2 separate regions of the Mus musculus genome follow, and region 2 is linked to region 1. A link is a contact called in public HiChIP or PLAC-seq data. All regions are on one chromosome and are shown on one strand. Each heading gives the region's core, a stretch centred on a gene start, on an enhancer-like site or on the middle of the called end of the contact. The rest is flanking DNA. Distances are from core to core; before and after follow the strand shown.

Evidence for each region. HiChIP or PLAC-seq counts read pairs in DNA pulled down with a chosen protein or histone mark.
Region 2: an H3K4me3 HiChIP or PLAC-seq map of the SCID.adh cell line shows a contact between it and region 1, with 14 read pairs. The contact joins the promoter of Prdm1 here to the enhancer-like site in region 1. A contact is called at or near these places in 4 of 39 promoter capture datasets (embryonic stem cells, hippocampal neurons, macrophages and 1 more), 13 of 484 Hi-C or Micro-C datasets (CD8 T cells, LSK cells, Th2 cells and 7 more), 11 of 115 datasets of contacts at active chromatin or transcription factors (the 230-238 cell line, CD8 T cells, the SCID.adh cell line and 4 more) and 1 of 9 other capture datasets (adipose tissue).

Annotation. Positions count from the first base shown.
Region 1 is chr10:44,360,690-44,365,998 of GRCm38.p6, reverse strand. Atg5 (autophagy related 5) reads right to left here. Exons shown (of 8, transcript NM_053069.6): 8 at 1,700-3,083. The coding sequence ends at 2,947. Among named protein-coding and RNA genes, the nearest start is that of Mir1929, 3.7 kb to the right of the region's middle. Within about 2 kb of position 2,803, at least 7 of the 459 cell types and tissues checked have an H3K27ac peak or open chromatin away from gene starts, as enhancers often do. A contact at or near this core is called in the SCID.adh cell line, where this site is marked.
Region 2 is chr10:44,454,396-44,460,080 of GRCm38.p6, reverse strand. Prdm1 (PR domain containing 1, with ZNF domain) reads left to right here and starts at 1,333. Exons shown (of 7, transcript NM_007548.4): 1 at 1,333-1,614; 2 at 3,211-3,456. The coding sequence starts at 1,573.

The sequences.
Region 1 (5,309 bases), core at 1,554-4,053:
AAAGAAAAAAAAGACCACAGAGAGGAATAGAACTTGTATTGAGAACAACTCTTGTCATCGTGGTTGCATAAAAATGAGCCCAGTTTTAAATATGATCATATTTGATTTTTCTCCCTTCATACCCAGGGATTTTATCCTGCTTTTTGAATTACAGTGCCACAGGTAATGGGAGACCCGGCTCCTCTCAGAACGGAAGCATCAACAGTCTGAGAAAATGTAATTTGCATTATCTAGCACGAGCCACATGTACTGCATGTTTTGAAAACTAGAAGATAGGTTATCTGAACAGATTTTTAAACAAGTATACCATAGAAAAATAACCATTAAGAGTTATTGGTGGGCCAGCAAGATGTAGCTAAGTGGTTAAGGGTGCTTGCCGCCAAGAGTGACACCCTGAGTTCTATCTCTGGGACCAGGAGTGGAAGGAGAGAGCCAGCCCCCACTCCTGCTGTGGCTCCCCCACCCCCACCCCAAAGCTAATTGCTCAATGTTAAACCTGAAGTCTTAGGATAACCCACTTAGTTTCGCTGATTGGGAAAATCACAACATGGCTGGGGACACTTGTCCCTCATCCTCAGGGACATACCCTGTGCATCCTTATCACCAGGCTTCAGTTCCAACAAGCTCTCTATGGTCGGAGCAAGGTCATGCAAGTTTCGAGGAGCACAATGATAGGTAAGTAGTAGCTTAGGCTCTGAATTCCTCCCCTGTCACCAAAGCCAAGAACTTACTTTTTTTCATTCTCAGAGTGAGCCACCTACTAAGACCCGTAGCCCATTCGTTCTCCATTATCCCTCATCCCACATCTCTGTAGAAACTTGTAGTCTGAAGATGAGGGAATCCCAATCTTGCTCTATAAATATTTCACTCCCAACTCCTAGGAATGAAGGCAAACATATTTACCTAGCTTTTTAGTAGGCCATAAGACTTAAGTGCTCAAATAAAAACTAGGTATTGTAGCCAGCACTAATTCCTGGCTTTATTCTGTCTCTGGTCACTGGGCCCGGTCCTTAGCTCACCAGGCTGCAGATGCTCCTGGCAGCAGGAACACCGGGGGGCTGGCCGGCAGTGGCTTGGTGGGATTTACTCGGTTAATCTACAAGTGGAGGTCCCTTACCCCAGTGTCACCCAAAAGTCACCATGGCTACCCTTCTGAGCACACCTCACAAGCCCTCCCTGGCATCCGATCCTTCAGTAACCTCTCCTCAGTTTGTCAAAACTCCAAAGGGGAAAATCCCCTCATTCATACCCAGACCAATGTGCAGAAGCACAAGTCAGCGAGTTCTCCTTATGTAACTGAGGGTGCTCTTTTCCCCGCCTTTACTGAAAGGGCGCTTTGTTTTGTCAGGCAATGCTTTCCTGCTCGCTTCTATTTTTTCTGTGATTGACCCTCACTGTTATTTCTTTTATTATTATGCTTACAACTTCCATTCTAGGATATTTGCTATTTGGCCAACTTTATCTCATTTTTGTGAAAAAATGTGCTGTAAATCAGTGAAGATCAAAAGCTAAGGAGGGCAGGGGGAGAGGGCAGGGGGCCAGGGGAGAGGGTAGGGGAGAGGGCAGGAGGCCAGGGGGCCAGGGGAGAGAGCAGGGGGCCAGGGGAGAGGATAGGGGAGAGGGCAGGGGGCCAGGGGAGAGGACAGGGGAAGGAGAAAGGAGGAAGGAGCGCTATCAGGACCTCACTTGAGCCACCACATAATTTTTATAAGAAAACATTCATCTTTATTATTGAATCTAGAACCATTATTTTATGATATCATCTTTTAGCATACTCAGATGGGTTGACATTCAATGTGGACAGCAAGCTAGCTCACAAATCAACAGCAGGAGTCTCCAAGCAGCCATCGAGAGAGTGCAGCAAACTTTCCTTACTGTGGTAGGAGTTCCAGTAACCTCTGGATGTTTTTGGTAATGATAAGGAAAAGCTACTGCAGTCTAGAGACAGGTCACCTGCAGGCTTTAAAGACTGGCTGCCAGGGGCCACAATGACATAATCCAGGAGCCAAAAAACAAAAACGTAAAACAAAAAACCAAAACCAAACCAAACAAAAACACTGGAAAGGAACGGGAGATTCAAAATATTCAAAAATTATCATAGACAGATACTTGGCATACTATGATTTGACAGGTTTACAGTGACCAACGTAACAGCAAAGACAGATAGGATTATTTATACCTTTAGTATATAGAAGACAGATTTTTCAAGTCACAGTAATAAATCCTGTGACAGCTCCTGAGACAAGTCGCCTTATGCCCCGCACCCTTGCTATGCCAGTGAGAAATGGGAACACAGAAGAAAAAGTGGCTTACTCTATGAGATTCAGGAGGTCTTTGAAAAGTGACAAACTGTATGTTATTAAATGACAAAACATAGTTAGAGGCTTTATTTAAAAATCTCTCACTGTTCATTATCAAAGTTACAAGATTGTTTGCATACCAATAGACTGACTGTAAACAGGAAAGTCTCATTAAGGAAAGATGGGTTTACTGTAATTTGATCTTTTACAAAAAAATTACTGCAAGTTATTAATAACAGAATTTCTCTTTTACTTTCTTAAGTCTAATTCTATTGAAAATTCAACCAATGTTTCCATTCTCCTGCCTAAGGTTCCACCATGGTCACCTTAGGAAATACCCCACTTATTTGTTAATCAGAAATACAAACTGTGGCACATTTCCATTTTTTTTTTTTTCATTGAGCAAAGGCTTCGGCTGCATTGCATTTCACGAGAAGAGGAGGCTGCAGTGGTCCTGTGTGTCTCAGCGAAGCAGTGGTGCACACTCAGCCCTGCCCGGGCGCCCTATCTCTCATGGAATCTTCTCCTCCTTGGCTTGCAGCAGCCCGGGTTTCTGTTGCCTCCACTGAACTTGACTGAAGCAAGGGTGTCACGCCTCGTTGTCCTGACTCAAGGTGGTTCCATCTAGCGAGGAGGACACACTCTTTCAATCTGTTGGCTGGGGGACAATGCTAATATGAAGAAAGTTATCTGGGTAGCTCAGATGCTCGCTCAGCCACTGCAGAGGGGTTTCCAGCATTGGCTCTATCCCGTGAATCATCACCTGGCTCCTCTTCTCTCCATCTGTTCCAAGAAAGAGATCCAACAGTAAAAACCACAGGGAAAGAGGAAGACTTGCCTTTTCAGGGTCCTCAGTGAATTAAATGGATTTCAAACTTGTTCTATCCCCTCAACAGGAAATGAAGACAAGGAGAAAGTTTAAATGTTGCAAAATGTCTCATCCTAAACAGAAACCTGAGGGCTACAGTGAATTCTGATAAAAATTCTGTTGCTCTGCGAAAGTGTTTGTTCTTTCTTAATTACTGTGCTTGCCTGAGATTGACGTTAGTGAAACCATGCTGGAGAAAACAGCAGGGTGAACCCACTGACCAAAATACTCTAGGTACACAGTTCAAACCACCACAGACGACTGTTAAAATGGCAACTCTGTGGAAGGCCACACAACACACCCTTAAAAATATAGGGCAGAAGTGATCCAGAATCGGACCAGAATTCGAGAAGATGTTTAACAGCTGGGTGCTTTGCTGATTCTCTGAAATGTGCTCAAGTATTTCCCATAGTGTTGAAAGTAATAAAAAAATGTACAATTAAAGCTGGGATCACAGAGAGCCAATAATCTGACTTAAAGATTCTTCATTAAGAGTCCCAAAACCTCATCAGGTTTTACTAATATTTGCTTGCTAATTAAAATAGAACTATAGGGCTGGTTGCAGGGCTCAACTGAGAAGCGCACTCACTGGCAGGCCAGATGGCTTCCAGTCTGATCCCTGACACCCAGGGTAGAAGCAGAGAACCTAGTCCCCCAAGGTGTCTTCTGACCTCCATACTCATACCAAGAAATGTGGGCAATCACCTCTACACTAAAATGAATTCAAACATAATACAAATTTAAAGGATGCTGCAATTAATACCTTTAAATTCAAATTGTATTACCATTAAAAAAGCAAAACAAACAAACAAACAAACAAACCCCCAATGTAAAGAACAGCTCGACAACATACCCCTCCCCCAACCAAACAAAAATAACCAAAACGGAAAAAAAGGAACAATTTGTCACCCTGCGGTACAACTCCCTGACAGTGTCTTCAAAACATAAGGGCAACCCTCAGCATCCTGGGGACCAAGGAGAACAGGGCAAGCTCTGGTGGGCAGGACCACTACAGCTGCTGCTGGTATTTCTGTTCTACTCAAAGTGCCCTTCACTGCTCTAAGGGCTGGGACGGCCTGGCTCCACACGAAAGCAGAACCTTTAAAGAAATATCCAGCCTTCCTTCAGAGGCTGAAGGGTGGGTAGGCAGGGAGAGAGCAACAGCAGACATGGAAGCACTACAGTCAAAAGAGAAGTCGAAAATTAAAAACCTGATAAGCATGTTACCAGCTACCAACTTCAAACACGACTAAACAAAGCTTGCCCTTATCCCTGTCACAGTTCAGCTTAACTTTGGGGAAAGACCACTGCCTAAGGACCCATAATTTAAAAATTGCCTCTCTTGCTTTCCTTTCCCTAAGCTATCTTAAAACAAACAAACAAACAAACAAACAAACCAAACAAAACCCCCTATTTGTATTATTTAGTTAATGCACGTGTATCTGAGTCTAAATGGGTGTGTGCAGGAGTAGAGTGTCCAGTGGTCAGATGAGGGTGTTGGATCTCTGGACCTGGAGTTACAGGCTATTGTGAGCTCCCCAACATGGGTGCTGGGATGCGACTTGGGACTAGCACACGCTTAAAGGCTGAGCCACCTCTCCGGCCCTCTAGCCAGCTTTGTTGCATCTATGCAGACATTATTTTATGCAGCTATAATCACAGCATTAATACAAAGAATGGCTCCAGAATGCTGGTCAGAAGCATCTACAGACAGAAGGCAAAGCTGCACACAGAGCACAGAAGACTGAAGAACCAGTGTTTAGATGGACGAAGTTCTCCAGAATGGTTTCTTAGAATATCTGAAAACGTTTCTAGTATGGTTCTCTTAATATTCTTATTATATATTTCTTTGAGCTATTTTAATATTCTCAGAATTTCCTCCTACTTAGAACTGAGTCAAAAACCGAAAGCGTGGTGAGAGTAAAAGTTCCCTCTGTGCGCAGTTTCTCAAGCCAGCCAGCCCTGTGCGAGTAAAGCCTAACCAGGCACTCCTCAGTCTCAGCACAGGTCCTGACGCAGCACTACACACCAGCTCGCATTCACTGCGTGTGTCCCAGCCCCTGCTGCACATGTGCCTGACAAGGCAGGCCACCAATCCCGTTAGAGCAGATGGAGTCTGTCCCTGGTGCAAGCCAGAGAAC
Region 2 (5,685 bases), core at 84-2,583, 96 kb before region 1:
AAACAGAAGAACAAGCCTGTCTTTATGATTGAGTTGGGCTTTTGTTTTGCTGTGTTTCATTTCTTCCTGTAAACAAATACTCAAATGTCCACTTCATTGTATGACTAAGTTGGTATCATTAGGTTGGGTCTGGGTGTGTGAATGTGGGTGTGGATCTGGATGTGGGTGGGTGTGTATGCCCCGTGTGTTTAGAATACTAGAAAAGATACCACATCGTAAACTTTTGGGAGAGATGATTTTTAAAAATGGGGGTGGGGGTGAGGGGAACCTGCGATGAGGCAAGCAAGATAAGGGGAAGACTTGAGTTTCTGTGATCTAAAAAGTCGCTGTGATGGGATGCTGGCTATAAATGGGCCCTTAGCAGCATTGTTTCTGTGAATTGGAGGATCCCTGCTGAAGGCAAAAGACCATTGAAGGAAGTACCGCATCTGGTTTGTTTTGTAATGAGAAGCAGGAATGCAAGGTCCACGCTCTTAATAATAAACAAACAGGACATTGTATGCCATCATCACAGGATGTCCTTCCTTCTCCAGAAGACAGACTGGGGCTGAAGGAAAAGCCGGCCAGGCTCAGAACGAGCCCCACTAATTACTGCCTCCAACAGCTTTCCACTCACTGCCCCCAGCCCAACATCCCCTTTTTAACTGGGAAGCATTCCTACTCTCCATTGTACGCACACGCTCGGAAGCCTGGCTGTGGGTTTGGGCATGAGAGGCAGGGACAACAAAACCAGTATATATGATTATAACTTTTTCCTGTTTCCCTATTTCCAAATGGTCGAAAGGAGGAAGTTAGGTCTACCTAAGCTGAATGTATTCAGTTAGCAGGAGAAATGAAATCCTATACGTTTAATACTAGAGGAGAACCGCCTTAGAATATTTATTTCATTGGCAATGACTCCAGGACTACACAGCGAAATTGTATTGCATGTGCTGCCAAAATACTTTAGCTCTTTCCTTCGAAGTACGTCGGATCCTGTAATTGAGACACCGAGTTTAGGTGACTAGGGTTTTCTTTTGAGGAGGAGTCCCCCACCCCGCCCCGCTCTGCCGCGACAGGAAGCTAGCGATCCGGAGGACTTAGAATACAATCGTAGTGTGGGTAAACATGGAGGGCAAGCGCCTGCAAAGGGAAGTAAGAAGATTCCCAGTCCTTGTTGAAATCCATTTGCAAACAGAGGAAGCTGCCGCGGGTCGCAGTCGGTGGGGGGAAGCCCTGAACCCCACGCTGCACGGCTGGGCTGGCCAGGTGCGGCCACGCCCCCATCGCGGCGGCTGGTAGGAGTGAATCAGACCGTCAGTATTGGTAAAGAAGTCTGCGGCAGGGCAGGGAGGGGGAAGAGTAGTCAGTCGCTCGCTCACTCGCTCGCTCGCACAGACACTGCTGCAGTGACACTCGGCCCTCCAGTGTCGCGGAGACGCAAGAGCAGCGCGCAGCACCTGTCCGCCCGGAGCGAGCCCGGCCCGCGGCCGTAGAAAAGGAGGGACCGCCGAGGTGCGCGTCAGTACTGCTCAGCCCGGCAGGGACGCGGGAGGATGTGGACTGGGTGGACATGAGAGAGGCTTATCTCAGATGTTGGATCTTCTCTTGGAAAAACGTGTGGGTACGACCTTGGTAAGGAACCAGATTCTGTCTTTAATACGATTTGAAACCTTTTATCCCTTTTTCTTTCTTCCTTTTTTTTTTAACTTTTCTTTTCTCCCCCCTCCCCCTTTTAAAAAAAAAAAAAGAATGAAGCCTCAGTAGAAACCAGCGCTTCTGTTTTAGTACGCGGAGCACTGTCAAACATTTAGAAGACTTTTTTCCTCCGTATGAATCATTAACCCTTTCAGTTCTAGACATAATTGTCAATTCACTGAAATTTCAGTAGTGGTTCTTGTCCGCTTCGCCACTCGCTGCCTTTACATTACTGTAACTATCCCGGGTTGACTTAGGTTTTCACTTGTATTTAACATCGTTTGTTCCACATGACCTTACATGTTGGAACTAAATAAGAATGAGATAGTTTAAGTTGTACCCGGGACAAGGACAAGTAAGCATCTTTCCCCTTCTCGGAGCGTCCTATCTAGGGACGAATTGTAAAGACCAGCTCCGGAGAGGGACTCCCGCTGTACTGTGTTTACATTTTCACAAGCGCGCGTTCTAACATGGTTATCCTTATTCCTAATTTTTATCTGCGGCGTCTATGTGGGAATACGTTGCAGAGGCTGTTTTATCTTTCTTGCTTTTCCTCTTTGGAAAGGACTTTTTCCGAGGGCAGATAAGAGGAGGATCCCCAAGTCTTCTGTATAACTTTAGTTACAGTAAACTGTGCCACTTCAGTGACTTCTGGGAATTCATGCACTTTCACATTTAAATAGAAAGTGCTATTTGTGGCTGAGGGCTCCTAAAGGAATTCTCTTCAGGGAATTCTATTGACTTTTTTTTTAATATGTTTTGTTTTTAATTTTTCTATCTGGCTCGAGATGCCCACGGATTAAAAAAACAAACAAAACTGCTGGGTGTTTCCCTCTTCCCCAATTTTTCTTTTCCTGTGGTCCATGGGAGCTCGGGAAGGCTGGTACTCAAGGATGCTGGCAGGATGCAACCCCTCTCAGGCTTGCCTGCTGGAGGATGAAAGAGACTGAACGCGCGCGCGCGCGCGGCAGAGGGAGGGGACCTAGTTGTTTTGAAAGTTGCTTCGCTAGGGAGCTGGTGGGAAAGTTCAGTTTTCCCCATTTGGAAAAGGCAGACTGGGTTCCGCTCCTGCACCACACGTGTTTTCCATTTTTAGCTTCATTCAGACGCAGGCAGCGCCCCTGCCTCTTCCTCCCCTTGTTTGTGACACTTCTCTGAGACAGCTTTTCCACAGCTCTGAGGGTCTGGCGGCCATGACCCCGGGCGTCCCGGGACACAGGACGCAGCAGCGCCCACAACACATTTCTGCCTTGAGTGATAAAGCCAAGGATTGTTCAAAGGTAGCTGTTCTTTCTCTCCCGATGAGGTTAACATATACATATACGCTTTTTTTTTTTTTTTCAGCCAAAGGCTGCATTTTAAAACCGTGCTTCTTCAAGGCAGTCTACTTTACACGGCTTTGGACTCTTACTCAACTGTACAAGTACTCCAAGCTTTTAAAGTCTTCAGAGCACCGTGTTAGTCATAGCCTCTAAGAGGGAGGCACAGGAGCGCCGGACAATGGGGATTAAAAGCCTTTCCCTTCTCTTCCAGGCTGCCCCCAAGTCTAGCTCCGGCTCCGTGAAGTTTCAAGGACTGGCAGAGACTGGGATCATGAAAATGGACATGGAGGACGCTGATATGACTTTGTGGACAGAGGCCGAGTTTGAAGAGAAGTGTACATACATAGTGAACGACCACCCCTGGGATTCCGGCGCTGACGGGGGTACTTCTGTTCAAGCCGAGGCATCCTTACCAAGGAACCTGCTTTTCAAGTATGCTGCCAACAACAGCAAAGAGGTAAGCCGGCTGCCTTCTTGAAGTCTGACTGGCAATTGGGCCAGCTCTCCTACTACTATCTCTGAGAACCGTGAGAATTTATATGCATTGGCAAATAATTGATCGCTCCAGTGGCTGTTTTCCTTGCTTTCTCTTCAAACCAATTCCTATTCATTTCTTCCTCCCTTCAGCTGTCCTATACTAATTAGTAAACAGTTAAATTTTTTGGCAAGTTGACATGTCTTGGGAAAGCTAACTGGCAGCACTGGTGGGCAGCATGGTAAAGGGCTCAGTGCTTCACCCCCTGGCCCTCTTGGATGACAGTTTTAAAGGAAAGAAACTTCCTTAGAAAAAGAAGTTTTTCCTCTGCTCATGAGATGGCTTTATTCTTTTAACGAGCCAGCTTTATTAGCTGGGTTTCTAAAATTATTCTCAAAACCTTGACGTGTTTATGAACTGAAGAGATGGCATTAACCAGGAAGAGGGTCACGTAAAAGTGTCCTCTGTCAGGATGACTTCACTAACCACCCTTTACCTGTGGCAGCTCCCTGGCCTGGGCCAGGCCGGCAGGTCCATGTTTTATGGCTTCTGAAGTGGGTACACTCTTTGTATCAAAGACACAGAACACCTGAGGAGCACCTGATTTGTGTTTATATAACAATTAGAGTCGGCTGTGAAGTGATTTGCAAAATAACTCCTTGCTCTGAGAATCTGGCTGCTGCAGTTGCTCTCCTGATGGCTTAAGTTGCTGAGGCTAGCCCTCAGGAGACTTCCCACCATCACCATTGCCCACAGTGCTGTGGTTTCTGATCCTTGCTGTCTTTGGGGAGCAGTGAAAGGAGGGATTCTGTGTTGTAAGGATTCCAGATTTGCTCCTAGGACTATGCATTATGAAAGTGCCAGGTCACTTTCCTCCTTCCCTAAGCGACAACATGGGAAAGAAACTCCAGAGTTGGGGAAACACTGTCTCTTTCCTGTTTGTGTGTCTCAGTTCAGGGTTTGGGGGGGGAAGGAGGGAGGTGGCAAAGACCGAGAGCTAAACTTAAAGAGAGGAATTCTACCTTGTGTTTCACTAAAGCTCCACTCTTTGTTCTATTTCTGATGGGAGACTTATTTGTTTTATGAAAAGCAAATTTTAAATTGTAGTTTGTGTATAAATACCACCAAAAAAAATTGTAACCCCAGAGGTCACCCTTAATTATACCTCTTTCTGAAAACAATGTTCTTCTCAACAGAAAGCCTCTGAGTATGTAACCCGTGGAGTCAATGTGGCGTTTGTTTGGGTATTTGAGGTCTGGCTGTGGCTTTAAAAGGTGTAGTGTGTTCTCCCCCCATCAGATTTGCCTAAATATTGGTCCCTTCAAAAAGGGCCATTCATGTCCTGTTGTCTCTGTAGCCTGTTGGGATAGAAATAAAGACTCCTGGTTTTTTGTCATCGGCTCTGTTCTCCTTCAGAGTCCTTCTCAGCTCAGCCCTATAAAGTTTTTCAATTTTTGTTGTTCTACTGAAAACTATGGCTGAACGGAGTTATGCTATTAGATCATTTAGTTCAAGGTTCAGATAGTCAACTTCCCCGAAGGCTAGAGTTACAGCCAGGCCCAGACTGGGAGCAAAGTTCTCTGATTGCTCCAGGTGTTTCTAGATCATGCTACTCTGGTCCCTCTTGGTGTCACTGTGGCTTTATTTATCTTAGCATAATTCAGGCACAGCTTTTCACTAAGCCTGTTTGATTCTGTTTCTTTTCTGCTGAATTCCTTCCCATCTCTGTATGTTAAGCAACCAGAAAGAGGCAGCTCTTGTGTTTCTGACAGGGTGCCCTTCACAACACACAGAAAGTCAGGGTTCTTTGAGCCTACTCTATGTTTTACCGAAAGAAAAGTCAAATCGTTGTGGTAGCACCTCTTCGGTCCTCAATCATGAAAGCCACCAGGAAACAAAATTTAAGCATCATCCTATCCTAAGCATACACCAAAATGTGGGCCTGTTTTTCCCTTCTCTCCAGCGCCTTCTGTTTTGAACTTTGGGACAGGTCCCTTGGGGTGGTGAAAGAGAAGGACAGAATTGAGCCATTGAGGGTGTGATAGCTGCAAACCAGTTCCAGGCCAGAAGCATCTAGGATGGAGGAAGTGTTTACATTACCATTGTTCAGTTAGTTCTGTGAGTTCCATGAGCTGTAGAAACAGGGAAAGGCCTTTCTACGTGTAGCTTTTATCTGACTGATCTGGCTTGCCCATCTTTAAATGTTTTCAT